Regions from separate parts of the Sus scrofa genome. Here region 1 is linked to region 2. A link is a contact called in public Hi-C data. All regions are on one chromosome and are shown on one strand. Each heading gives the region's core, a stretch centred on a gene start, on an enhancer-like site or on the middle of the called end of the contact. The rest is flanking DNA. Distances are from core to core; before and after follow the strand shown.

Region 1 (2,700 bases), core at 200-2,699, 76 kb before region 2:
GGGATAGAAAGTTTGTGCTAAACTTTTTGTAGCATTTCCTACTCATAATGCCCTCAAGCAACCAGCTTTTGCAATTCTTTCTCTATGGCCTTCTTTTTAGTGGGCTTGGCAATATCATGAATCATATTTTTATTATCTGTCTCCTAACTAGTTGGTGACTGATGGCAGCTGGATGGGCTTTAAATGGAATACAATTTTCTAATTCTTTCATATGTTTGGTCTAAGTGCTATCATCATCTCAACATTAAATAAATGTTTTATGATTCTGGCTTTTAAATCTCTAAAATAGGGATAATAATTCCATTTATGTAATTATTACAAATGGTAGGAAAATTATAAAATTACTTTTACTTTTCAGATGAATTGAAATGGTGCATGTACAAATTGTTATTGCAAACACTAGAAGGCACTATTTCTCTACTGAGGCAGAAAATGACTATACCACAGATTTTTTTTTTTTTCTCCTATCTTAAATTCCTCCTCTTGCCCAATTCCCATTAAAAAACAAAAAAGTGCAGTATGCGAAACTTCAAATTATACATTTCTATGATGTACTAAGCAGGGTAAAGAAAAGGGAAGAGGAGGACTATTGATATAAGGGACAAAACAAAAATAAAAATAAATCCAGTAAAAAGAAGGCAAACAAAAAAGCCTTCAAAAGGTGATAAAGGAGAAGAAAGATAATGAGAAGAAAATGAGGTCAAAGCAAGTTTCTTTTTTTTTCTTTGTGCTCATAGGATTCCTTTATTATCCTTTTTAAAAAAATTTTATTATACTAGATTTACAATGTTCTGTCAATTTCTGCTGTACAGCAAAGTATATACATATGTACACACACACTTTCTTTTTCTCCTATTCCATCATGTTCCATCACACATGGTTGGATATACTTCCCTGTGCTATGCAGCAGGATCTCATTGCTTATCTGCTCCAAATGCAATAGTTTGCATCTACTTGCCCCAAACTCTCAGTCCATCCCATTCCCTCCCCCTCCGCCTTAGAACAAATCTCTTCTCCAAGTCCATGGATTTGTTTCAAAGCAAGTTTCTTTTATCCAGCGTAATATATGGGAGTTATTTTCCATGTCATAGCTCTTTGTCATGTTATACCCAAAAATGTTAATTTATAATTAATCAATGGATCTCTACTAGGTGTGCAATCTTCTCACCCAAGGAATTACTGTGGAAATGCAATTTTTTTTTAAATTTTTTGATAACCTTAACCCACCGATCGAGGCTAGGGATTGAACCGGCGTTCTAATGTATACCAGTCAGGGTTGTTAACCACTGTGCCACGACAGGAACTCTTCTTCTTCACCTTTTAATTCTTGACAGTTAAAGGAATCCAGGAGACAGCACAGAGCTGTCTGGATGCTCAGGATATGATCTAGGTTTAAAGAGGGATCTTGGGAGTTCTCTTGTGGCGCAACAGTTAAGGATCCAGCATTGTCACTTTAGTGGCTTGGCTCACTTCTGTGGTATGGGTTACATTCCTGGCCTGGGGAATTTCTACATGCCTTGGCCTGGCCAAAAAATAGAAAAATAAAGGAGAATCTTGAAGTTGGCTTCTGCTAGTCTTTCTTTCTTTCTTTTTCTTTTCTTTTCTTTTTTTTTTTTTTAATGGCCACACCTGTGGCATATGGAAGTTCCTGGGCCAGGGATTGAATCTGAGCTGCAGGTGCAACCTACATTGCAGGTGGCGGCACCACCAGATCCTTTAACCCCTCCTGTGCCAGGCCAGGGTAGAATGCACACTTTCACAACAACCCGAGCCACTACAGTCGAATTCTTAACTCACTGCTCCACATGTTTGGGAACTCTTCTATTAGTCTATTTTTGAAATCAATGTAGAAAAAGAAACAGGAATTGTAAATTACAGATTTGTCTGAATCAAATATTTTACAAGTAAAGTTCCCTGGTGGCTCAGTGGGTTAAGGATCCAGCATTGTTGCTGCTGTGGCTCTGGTTACTTCTGTATCGTGGGTTGTACCCCTGACCCAGGAGCTTCCGCATGCCATGGACACGGCCAAAAAAATGAAAACCAAAACAAAACAAAATCCAAAAACCTACCACTGAAAACCAGGGCATAATCAATGTAAAGGAGATAAAGTCCATTGGAATGAATCCAGCAGGCCACTGGAAAGGTGATTCCAGAGGACAAAGTGATACAGCTTTGGGAGTCATTGGCATTGACGTTAATTTGAAGACCCACATTTAGGGTGACAGTGTCGAATGAGAAGAACAAAAAAAAACATCGAGAAGCAATTACATTAAAGGATCAGGAGTTCCCATTGTGGCTCAGTGGAAACCAATCTGACTAGTATCCATGAGGACGGAGGTTTGATCCTTGGCCTTGCTCAGTGGGTTAAGGATCCAGTATTTCCACGAGCTGTGGTGTAGGTCACAGGCGATGTTTGGATCTGACGTTGCTGTGCATGTGGCGCAATCATCGGCTACAGCTCTTCAGCCCCCAGCCTGGAAACCTCCACAGGCCATTGGTGCAGCCCTAAAAAAAAAAAAGACCAAAAAAAAATTTTTTTTAATGCTGAGTGATGGGAACCAGAAAAAAAAAGGTGAGGAGTTGTTAGAGAGGCAGCTATTTGCGGAACTAGGGTGGTAAAAGCTTCTCTGTAGCCATAGGAGAAGCAAAGGAGTTTATTTTTCTTTCTTTTTTTTTCTTTTTATGGCTAAGGGTCAAGTT
Region 2 (2,700 bases), core at 20-2,519:
AAGGACATTTTAGTCAATGTCCTTCTTTCAAGTCTTAATACTTTTTATCAATAACATCTAGGCACTAGAAGAGTAGATAGTCCTTGTGTGATTACTGATACAATTGATTTTACCAGCTAGGAACTGTTGACCTTGAAAGTAAGAGAGTCACTGATTTTACCAGTAAAAATGGATTTATTTGGGAATAACAAAGAATTGTAGTTCAGGACAAGCAAGCCACAGCAAAAACCGTAGGCAATGGAGTTCCCGTCGTGGCGCAGTGGTTAACGAATCTGACTAGGAACCATGAGGTTGCGGGTTTGGTCCCTGCCCTTGCTCAGTGGGTTAACGATCCGGCGTTGCTGTGAGCTGTGGTGTAGGTTGCAGATGCGGCTCGGATCCCGCGTTGCTGTGGCTCTGGCGTAGGCTGGTGGCTACAGCTCCGACTTGACCCCTAGCCTGGGAACCTCCATATGCCGCGGGAGCGGCCCAAGAAATAGCAAAAAGACAAAAAAAAAAAAAAACAAAAACAAAACCGTAGGCAAGACCAACAAACAAAGAAAAAGGAGGAAGCTAGAGGGGTTGTTTTGAACAAAAGCCAATTGGAGAAAAGAGAGTTCAGGGTGATAATGTTTTCTCATTGGCTGAATTGCTGGGGTAGTCAAGTTCTTGCAGGAGATGCAGTGCACATTTTTTCCTGTTGGAGCCTGTAATTGATGGTGCTTCTCTTAGGTCTGTTAATTGACATCGAGTGGTATTGTGTAAGAGCTCCCCCTTCTGGCTTTCTGGTTTTCCTTTATTTTCACCAAAGTGAGGTTGTGTTTTATAGAAAAGATAAAGTAACTGTTGCCTGTCCTCATTGCACAAAATCCAAGCAGTGCTAAGGTAGAAAGGGAAAAGTAAATATCTCCCTATGTTCCCCAGCCTCTCATTGCCACTTTACTGATTATAAGCTATTCACAGTTTCTTTTATATTCCTATTATTATGGCTGTATAATAAATTACCCACAAAATTTGGTGGCATAAAACAACTTTTTAATTAAGTTGAAAGAACTGTGTGTCTGGAGTTTATACAGAGCACAGTGGAGATGACTTGTCTACTGTATAACGTCTGAGTTGTTAGCTGGAAGACTGAGAGGCTGGGAGCAGAAAGCATCTGGAGGCCTGCTCTCTCACTCTCGCAGTTGATGCTGGCTGGTGGTTGAAACCCCACCCAGCACTCTCAGCTCGAACACCTTCATATGGCCTTTCATGTGGCTGCTTCGCTTCCTCAGAGCACAGTGGCTTGGTTCCAAGGGCGAGGATCCATCCCAAGAGAGGATGAGTGAGGGACAGAACCAGATAGCAGCTGGATACTGTTTATGACTTGGCTAAGAAGTCGCTTGCAACATTTCTGCTGTATTTTGGTGGAAGCATTACTAAGCCTTGCTCAGCTTCAAGAGGAGGGGCAGTAGACCACCTTTTTAAAAAATTGAGATATAATTGACAAATAACATTAATTTCAGGTGTACAATTTATATATATATTGGGAAATGATCACCATAATAAGTCTAGGTAACACTTGTCACCATACAGTTAAAATTTTTTTCTAGTGATGAGACCTTTTAAGATCTACTCTCAGCAACTTTCAAATATGCAATATGGTATTAACTGTAGTCACTGTGCTGTACATTATGTCCTCACGACTTTAATAACTAGAAGTTTATACGTTTGACCTTCAACCTTTTCGCTTATTCCCCAACTCCCTGCCCCTAGCAACCACCAGTCTGTTCTCTGTATCTTTGAGCTTGATCTGTTGTTGTTTTAAATTCCACATATGAATGAGATCATATTTGTTTCTCTTAGCATAATTCCCTCAAAGTCTATCCAGGTTGTTGCAAAAGGCAATTTTTTTTTCTTTTTAAAAGCTGAATAATAATTCCATTGTATGTGTATACACACATGCAGCTACACACACACACACACACACACACACACACACACTATCTTTATCCATTTATCCATCAGCAGACATTTAGGTTATTTCTGTATCTTGGCTGTTGAAAATAATGCTGTACTGAATATGTATCTTCTCAAATTAGTGTTTTTGCTTTCAGGTAAGTACCTAGAAGTGAAATTGCTGGATCATACAACAGCTCTATTTGTAATTTTTTGAGGAACCTCCGTGTTGTTTGCTTAAGTGACTACACCAATTTACATTTCTCCCAACACTGCTCAAAGATTCCCTCCTCTCCACATCCTTGCCAACACTTATCTCTTGTCTTTTTTTTTTTTAATTCAAGCCAGTTAAAGCATAATTAAATTTATTGGACAGGGAGAAAGTATTTGGTAAATAAGCAAAATATTCGGGTTCCTGTTGCACCTCAGCGGAAACGAATCCCACGAGTATCCATGAAGATGCGGGTTTGATCCCCTTGCTCAGTGGGTTAAGGATCCTATGTTGCTGTGGCTGTAGTGCAGGCTGGCGGCAACAGCTCTGATTAGACCCCTAGCCTGGGAACCTCCATATGCCATGGGTGCAGCCCTAAAAAGACAAAAAAAAAAAATTATTGAGGTGTAGTTGATTTACAATGTTGTAATTTCTGCTGTAAAACAAAGTGATGCAGTTACGCATACATACATATCCATTCTTTTTCAGGTTCTTTTCTTCCAAAGGTTATCACAGAATATTGAGTAGAGTTCTGTTTGCTCTGTAGCAGGTCACTCCTGACCATCCATTCC

The links. Hi-C and Micro-C count contacts between places; a contact is called where the count stands out from the background.
Region 1: a contact with region 2 is called in a Hi-C map of subcutaneous adipose tissue, with 3 times the contacts expected there. The contact joins two enhancer-like sites. A contact is called at or near these places in 1 of 5 promoter capture datasets (liver), 18 of 47 Hi-C or Micro-C datasets (alveolar macrophages, blood, embryonic fibroblasts and 7 more) and 1 of 2 datasets of contacts at active chromatin or transcription factors (skeletal muscle).

Annotation. Positions count from the first base shown.
Region 1 is chr8:30,866,365-30,869,064 of Sscrofa11.1, reverse strand. No RefSeq gene overlaps it. Among named protein-coding and RNA genes, the nearest start is that of UBE2K, 20 kb to the left of the region's middle. Within about 2 kb of position 1,449, at least 4 of the 83 cell types and tissues checked have an H3K27ac peak or open chromatin away from gene starts, as enhancers often do. A contact at or near this core is called in subcutaneous adipose tissue, where this site is marked.
Region 2 is chr8:30,790,685-30,793,384 of Sscrofa11.1, reverse strand. The region is part of intron 2 of SMIM14 (small integral membrane protein 14); the gene reads left to right. Among named protein-coding and RNA genes, the nearest start is that of UGDH, 33 kb to the right of the region's middle. Within about 2 kb of position 1,269, at least 13 of the 83 cell types and tissues checked have an H3K27ac peak or open chromatin away from gene starts, as enhancers often do. A contact at or near this core is called in subcutaneous adipose tissue, where this site is marked.